Regions from separate parts of the Mus musculus genome. Here region 2 is linked to region 1. A link is a contact called in public HiChIP or PLAC-seq data. All regions are on one chromosome and are shown on one strand. Each heading gives the region's core, a stretch centred on a gene start, on an enhancer-like site or on the middle of the called end of the contact. The rest is flanking DNA. Distances are from core to core; before and after follow the strand shown. Region 1 overlaps Gm11482 (predicted gene 11482). Region 2 overlaps Tnfsf8 (tumor necrosis factor (ligand) superfamily, member 8).

The links. HiChIP or PLAC-seq counts read pairs in DNA pulled down with a chosen protein or histone mark.
Region 2: a BATF HiChIP or PLAC-seq map of CD8 T cells shows a contact between it and region 1, with 26 read pairs. The contact joins two enhancer-like sites. A contact is called at or near these places in 2 of 484 Hi-C or Micro-C datasets (bone marrow-derived macrophages and stem cell-derived neural stem cells) and 3 of 115 datasets of contacts at active chromatin or transcription factors (CD8 T cells and large pre-B cells).

What each region holds. Positions count from the first base shown.
Region 1 is chr4:63,637,815-63,641,838 of GRCm38.p6, forward strand. It overlaps Gm11482 (predicted gene 11482), which reads left to right. Exons shown (of 4, transcript NR_151544.1): 4 at 1,224-1,664. Among named protein-coding and RNA genes, the nearest start is that of Gm11482, 5.4 kb to the left of the region's middle. Within about 2 kb of position 2,212, at least 16 of the 459 cell types and tissues checked have an H3K27ac peak or open chromatin away from gene starts, as enhancers often do. A contact at or near this core is called in CD8 T cells, where this site is marked.
Region 2 is chr4:63,839,963-63,844,040 of GRCm38.p6, forward strand. All of the region lies in intron 2 of Tnfsf8 (tumor necrosis factor (ligand) superfamily, member 8), which reads right to left. Among named protein-coding and RNA genes, the nearest start is that of Tnfsf8, 19 kb to the right of the region's middle. Within about 2 kb of position 2,134, at least 23 of the 459 cell types and tissues checked have an H3K27ac peak or open chromatin away from gene starts, as enhancers often do. A contact at or near this core is called in CD8 T cells, where this site is marked.

The sequences.
Region 1 (4,024 bases), core at 962-3,461:
ATATTGGGTGTTCTCTTTCCTCAGAGAACTGTAAGGTTTTCTAAGATGTTTAAAAGGCCCCAATTAGACTGTGCAAAGGTTTCTGATCCATGTGCCATTTACCTATGAGCTATGTAATTTCATGGTGGTAAATTAAAGTATAATTTCTCTCCCAGATTCAATAGTTGTGATTTTTAGATAAAGAGAGAGCCATAGACCTAGGATTTTGCTGGAAGATTCTGCCTTGTTTTGACATATGTTAGGTGGAAGACACCAGCACTCTTACACTGGGAAGCCCTGTGATACTGTTCAAGTACTCAGGAAACATGCCAGATCATTGCAGAGTGCAGAGGCTTTAAAGCCTTTTTGAAGGCTGCAATTTGACTCTGAGCAAGCAAAGGTTTCTTCCTTCTTCATAAATCACATGTATGGACTGTATAATTTAATGGCAGTAAACTAAGGCGAGTTGTTTGAAGATGCAACCACTCCCTTCCCAAATGTTTTGATCCTCAAAGCCTTTATAAGATGCTGTGGAAGCCTACACATTTGCCTTCAGATGAAGGGGGCTGTCACCTGGATGTATAAATAGGTATTTGTTCTGATGGTATTTAGCGAATGCTCAACTCCTTCAAACCCTTCACTCTGACTTCTAGAAGGGCCTTGTGAGACCATGTAGATGGTTCTCTTCTTTGGCCGTCTTGTACTTGTAGGGACACTGAGGCCACAAGAAGGGAATTTGCTCAAATTTTCCAAATTTGCTCAAAGTTTCCCAGCACACGTGGCAGAAACTTCTATTTCTGTCCCTTCCCAGCTTCTACTTCCATTTCTCCTACAGAAAAAGAACCTCTAGGTTTTAGTTAGAAAACATACAGCTATCTGGAACAAAGAATTGAACTCAGTCTTTTTTTTTTTTTTCCAGCAAAAGCAGCCACGAGACTGAACTCTAGCTAACCACAAATTAGAAACAGTGTCCTGGGTAGATTCTGCAAATAATCTTTTGTTCTTGTTGCCTTCTGGCTGGGATGTGGAGGTGATTCATTGCCTCAGTAATGACATGTAACTGTAAAAGTCCATTGTCTTATGGGCATGCTTGCTTCCCACTGTATCTGTGCTTGAGGTGGTTAGCTGGGCTTGATGGCATGTGTAAGAATTTGGCTCTCTGCTGGATGATGCAAAATTGCTGTGTATATATAGGTCACCAAAGGTGGCCTCCTGTGCCTCATCTGTCCCTTGTTTCTCTATAGGATAGCCCATGCTATAAGATGATATAAGAGGCCACAAGTGGAAAGTGGAAACATACAACGTGGGAAAACTCTGTTAATTACAGTCGAAGTCCATGTGACCGGATACCTTCTGGGCTTGGCGCACTTATGGGAAACTCCCTTTGTTAATGGGTTTTCTCCTTCTCTGACCTTGCGTGGGAAATTCTAAGCCCCCACATGAACTCTTCTCCCTAAGGATGCCATGTAGTCTCACTTAGTTTATAGGATCAATTCCCTTTCTCCTGATAAAACCCATTCAGCAATCGCCTAAGGTACCTGAAATGCTTCCCAAAGCTAATGAGGCATTCTAGGTACCCTCAGCCCCGAGCCAATGACCTTTGCTCACCCTTGATGTCCTTACCCTTATTCCCCCAAAACTTTATAAGCCTTCAATCACATTAAGTAAAGTTGATCTGCCTATTGACTGTGGGTCTCCGTGTAGTTTATGCACCATATGTACTGACAGGGCTTCTGGAACTCCCTGAGTGATGTCTCTACTTCCACTGCTCTTGTGGACTGTATCTACTGACAGTCCACAAAGTGGGGAGACCCACAATACAACTAACTTTTCTCGACTTCTTTATGTCATGTTGCCTAGTATCTTATTGGTCGAAGTCATGTGGCCAGGTTCCAAGACAGACCAGGCTAGGGAGACTTCCCTGTTACATGGCAAAAGCTTGGGTAAATGATGGGATGGGAATGGAGATCCAAATGGGTCCAATTTATTATATGTGGATGAGTGAATGGAGGGATAGACAGAAAGACAGCTGAAAGATAAAATTCTGCTCCTTGTGTCCAATAGAAGGGGTAAAGAGGCAGTTTCTGGTCTCTGGTGTGTCTAGGGCTCCTTATCTGGGCCCATCTTGGATTGGAGGTTGTCTTTGGCACCCAAGAGAGAGCTTAGAGCTGTGCTGTAGCCCCGGGCTGTGGGTTCTGTGGGTTATGACCTGCTTCTTTCCCAAGAGCCTTCACTTCTGAGTCATTGTGAAAACTTTCACACACCTTACCCTGTGACTGGCAAGAATGTACTTTAGAGATGAGAACCCTTCAGAGGCTTTGTGTTCATAGCATGTAAACAGTCATGCTGTTGCCTGCCTAGGCTGCCAAAGACATGTATGAAAGGCATGCCTCTGTTATGTAATATAAACAAATGATTACAGTATCAGCGATATGGGATTCTTCTAGGCAGCTCATAAGTCCTCTAGAACCTGATAGTAAGAGGGAAAGATGAAAAATGAGTTAATATTTTGGGGACTGCATGGATTTTTGAGCCTCCTCCCACTCTCTGCAGTAGTAAGGATTGGATCTAGAGCCTCACTCATGCATTGATCTAGCTTCAACCCTGATAATATATATCTTAAAGAAGATAATGTTTCTTTCTGTTAGTACATGTAAGAACTCAGTGTTCTGCTATATGTATTGAAAATCCTTTAATGTTAGTTGTTTCAAATGCCCCCCACACCCCCAACAGCACTCTAACATCTACAGACATCACAAGATGGCTGCACTGAGAGAAGTCAAACCTTGGAATGATGGCTGCTTGTGGAAATGAAAGGCTAACACTCTTCATGAGAAAATTGATAATGAACCACACTGTTGTGTATCAGTGCAAGAGTGAGTGCTAAGGGCAACCCAGATTTCTTCTAAGACGTACAAACAGTCTGTGTCTGTTTTGGTGATGTTAGCACTCACAGCCCCTTGGGACTTTTTCTTTCTGTGGCAGAAATAGGAGTGAATCTGGCAAGTGTCCAGATTCTTAAACACCAAACACATGCTTTTCTAGTATTCTTTGCTTAAATGCAAGTAGACCTTAATCCAGTTCCTTGTCATTTGCAGGGCTACAGGGAAGGGCACCAAAACATACCCATTTCCAAGGGCTGAACTCTGGAGGCCTGAGGTGGGTCTTTCTGATTCTTTTAGATTATTGTCCAATCCCAGTATGTCAGAGCATGGGTACTGGAAGGGAACATTGATTTGACTCCCTTCCTCTACGATGAGGTTTTTGGGGAGTGTCAAAGCCCAGAAGTCGGAAGAGACCACCCCACAGGGGTCTCAGAGGGCCTCCAGGAGCATAACCCCTCATTCCTGCACACAGAGTGTGATGACCCCCACCACCACACACAGCTCATGTCTCTTTAAGTGGAAGCTTGCCAGTGCCCAGATGCACTAGCTCAGAACTCTTTTTACATCCACTTTCAGAAGAGAGAAAAAAAGACGTTCTATAGTATTTGTCTGGGGGCTGTAGCTCTTACATTTTGTCATATGGCCTAACTTCCATAAGTTTAGTAACTAGATTCCCTGTCTGGGTCTCTTGTTTCCATCCCTTTACCCTGTTCCCACATGGCTTAAGCTGAGATCTATCAATACACCGCCAACATCCCTTGTGTGTGCACGTGGATTGAGAGTGATAAGGGAGTGAACACATCTCCTCTCGACACTGGCACACTGTGAAATAGAAGAGGTCCCTGGGAGCAGGTCAAATCCTTGTCTTTCAGAAGCTCAGATGGGTCTTGGAAGGGTTGGCCTAGAGGTTGCTCTTCTGTTGGTTGAGTGATGGGGATGTCAGGGTGAAGTGATGACTTCTGATGAAGAGACTTTCTGGAGCTGGGAATCTCCTCTTAATCTCTTTTCTCAAACTCTTGCCTGAGGAACGTCTCAGTTCCTGCCCCACTTGCCTTAGTGTTAAGATCCATAGCAACTTTGTATGTGTGTGGTATACATGTATGTGTTCACGTGTATATGCATGTGTGTGAGGGCCAGGGCTCCATATTGGATGTCTTTCT
Region 2 (4,078 bases), core at 884-3,383, 200 kb after region 1:
TCCCTTGTCAAAGATCAAGTGACCATAGGTGTGTGGGTTCATTTCTGGGTCTTCAATTCTATTCCATTGATCTACCTACCTGTCTGTCGCTGTACCAGTACCATGCAGGAAACACCAATTACTTTTCTTTGATTTCTCTTAACATCAAAGGACTCAATTACCCAATAAAAAGATATAGACTAACAAACTGGCTACACAAACAGGACCCAACATTTTGCTGCTTACAGGAAACCCACCTCGGGGATAAAGACAGACACTACCTCAGAGTAAAAGGCTGGAAAGCAATTTTCAAGCAAATGGTCTGAAGAAACAAGCTGGAGTAGCCATTCTAATATCAAATAAAATTGACTTCCAACTCAAAGTTATCTAAAAAGACAAGAAGGGGCACTTCATACTCATCAAAGGTAAAAATCTACCAAAAGTTCATCTACAAAATGAACTCTCAATTCTAAATATCTATGCTCCAAACGCAAGGGCAGCCACATTCATTAAAGAAACTTTAGTAAAGCTCAAAGCACACATTGCACCTCACACAATAATAGTGGGAGACTTCAACACCCGACTCACCAACGGACAGATCCTGGAAACAGAAACTAAACAGAGACACATGGGTACTACCAGTTACTTCCTTTATCTTATTGTCCAGATTCATTCGAGAAAGACCCTGGGGCCCCGAGAACAGCTAGAAGCTGAGTGAAGGGTTCCCTCTGCTGTCTGAGCAAGCTCACTACTAGAGGAACCCCCAGCAGAAGTAGGGGCAGTATTCATCTCTAGCTGTTCTGGACTCACACGGGGCTTCTGGCCCATCAAAGGCTGAAGGCCAGCTTCCACTCTCTAGATCTTAGCCCATAATTATCATCTAAGCAGTGTTCTTGTGAGGCTTGTTGCTGCCCTGCACATACTCGTGGATGTGTATAACCAGAAATTTGATCCCAAAGTGTAATAGTCTAAGGAAGTGTGACTGTTGTCCAATCTCATCTTTGGGACTGTAGAACATCAACCAAAAGAAACCAGAGAGATGCAAATCGGACTCTCTTTGCTGTGAATCACTTTCTAATTTATGTTCCCTACAGCTCTGATGGGCTTTTGACTCCTCCCAATCTCTCCAGTATCAGCCCATACCCTCCCTCATTTTATTCTGTGTCTTAATAGTAATAAATGTCATCACCACTACCACCATCATAACTAATGTTGACTATTTCTGTAATGTTTTACTGAGCATGCTACAGCCATGATTTCATTTTTACATTTTTTTACAAGCATCCCATAAGAGATTTAATTTTTACAATCATCCCATGAGAGATAGTTTACAGTTATCTCTGTTATTTACATTAGAAACTATAGGTTTTAAAAGTTTAACTGGAGGGTGGGCAAAGATGGAGCAGAGACTGAAGAAATGGCCAAACAATAACGGCCCAACTTGAGACCTATCCCTTGGGTAAACACTAATCTCTGACACTATTACGGATGCCATGTTGTGCTTGCAGACAGGAGTCTAGCATAACTGTCCTCTGAGATGCTCTACCCGGCAGCTGACTGAAACAGATGCAGATGCCGTATGAAGTATGAAGCAGAGGACTGCTTTGTATTGCCTCAGCAGGAGAGGATGTGCATAATTAATCCTGCAGGGACTTGATATTCCAGGGTGGGAGGGGATATATGGGTGAGGAGTGGGGGAGCATCCTCCTAGAGGAGAAGGGGAGGGGAAATGGGAAGAAGGACTCTGTGAGGGAGGAATGGGATGAGGGTGCAGCAGTTGGAATATAAATAAATAAATAGATGAATAAGAAAGGGTTAACTGGCTTGTTCTCAGCCACACATCTAGTTGCTAGTAGGGTGGAGATCAAAACTCAGTCAGTGTGACTCTAATGCCCAAACGGATTTCCCCCCACTCTACACAAGTTTGGAGACGTGCAGCTCCAGTACACAACTACATGGATATGCTTCCACCTGCATACCTCTGGTTCCTGTCAAGTGGAATGCCCTGCCTCTATCAAGCCAGTTGTCCTTTAAAACACATCCTGGCAGAGACTACTGTTTAGTCTCTCCTACTGATCAGCCAAGAAGATGCATTTGCTGAGTGGAGTCAACTAGACCATCTCTCTTATTTCCTTCTGTAGCTCTGGCTGGACCAGTGCTAAGGGCATCAGTGTAGTGAGAAGGAGTGCTTGCTTTTTCCCCTGGCAGGGAGAATATTGGCCTGACTCTCACAGATTCTAAGTTAGGTGGAAAAGTAGGATTCATGCCCTGGATCAAAGCCAGGATGTCACATCAAAAACAGGCTCTATCTCTCTAGTCCTAAGGTCCCTCTGTATCAGGTGGCTTGTGGTGATATCTGCCAGAGCTGAGCATCTACAGATGGTGGCAGAAGTACAAGCCCAGGCTTGTCTCTCACACATGCAGGCGTTTTTTTCTTCTGTTTTTCCCCTTTGGTCTTCATGTGTACAGTGGGGTGACCTCAGCTGTAATTCTGAGAAACCCAATGATGGAAAAAGTCTACCTTATTTTGAAGCATTTGCATTTCCTGAAGTCAAATGGCAGGCATACTGTAGTTTTTCTTCAAGAATTGATTAGATAGTTTCATGCTTAAGACTAAGCACAGGCTTCTCCTTCTAAGAATGCCATTGCTGGAGTTGGTTCAAGGAGGGGCTGGGTATTGAGAGATTGACACTGTTGAGCTGGAAGAAGACCTTGGAGAAGGGTGCCATCTCTGTTACTTCACTTTTGGAGGTGTCAGCAAAAGAAGAGTGAAGGATGCGTGGTGGGGTTCAAACCCCAAGAGTCTTAGTGGCTTCTGAAGGCTTAAAATGCTCTCAGCTGACAACTAACACCACTCTGATCTCCTTTTCCTCACATGGTTTCCGGGGCAGACATATAAGAAGGACACCCAAGTTATAACCCAAGTCACAGAGATGGGAGCTTGAATATTTGGCCAGTCAGTGCTGTTCAAAAAGTGGGCTGGCCGCTTTGAAAGTCACAGGGATCTTGCTAAGACCTAGACAATATTTTGTGGGGTACCAGTCATGCAACTCAAGTCTCATCAGCTTGTGAACCCATGATAAGATAGTCTATTGTGGATATGAAGACTTGTATAGGTGCCCCAGGCAGTAGGAATCTTGCTGTGGCTCCAGAGATTTGTGGACTGAGCATCTAGACTGTATCTCTGCAATCTGTCTCCTCAGTGCCTGAGTCTGGAGGGGTTTATTCTGAGAGAAGAGGCTTAGTTGATGTTTGGATGTTGGGAGTCTGGAATATTCTCTTTCAGATTTTAGCGTTCCTATTTAGATGGGGAACATTGTTGACTGAGATGTAGAAATGCCTTTCTAGATCATTCTAGAGCAGTGAGGGTTAAAGGGAGGAGAGATGAGTCTGTAGCCATTACACACACCCGGGACTGAAGCCTCAGGAGACAGCTGGAGGACGTTGCTGGGAAAGCAGCTTCAGGGTGCCTTCCTGATCCTGAGTCTGGGAGAGTGCCCGGGTCAAGTCACAGGTCAGGGAAATGGGGCTTTCGAGTCAGATGATTTGTGACCTAGTCAACTTCTTCAGAACGACTCCTATAAGGACCGGGCAGATGGTGCTTCTCAGAGAACATGTGGTTCTAGTGAAGGTGTTGGATCCGTCATTTCCTCTCCCAGAACTTCAGCTCCTTACTGTACCAGTGAAGTAAACCCAGTGACACTCAACAGAGATGCGTAGCTAATATGACACACATTAAGATTACAGATGTCTAGTAACAGACACAGCACATGGCTAGCCGTGACTCTGAGAATGTGAGGTCGCTTTTCTTTTTGTCTCTTTTTCTTGTTTTCTTGGGATAGCTCTGTGATGCCATACAGAGAGGATTAGATAACGAGATGCTCATTAAAATGAAACACTGTATTACCTGTGAGAGTAGAGTTTCCCACTTCTGGACACAATTGTTTGAGGCTCTCTGATTTGAAGGGGTGGGGCGGGGAGGGATGAAACACTGTATCGCCTGTGAGAGTAGGTTTTCTCAGTTCTCTACACAATTGTTTGAGACTCTCTGATTTTGTGGGGGAGGGGAGGGTGAAGACCTCTTGGAAATATCTTAATC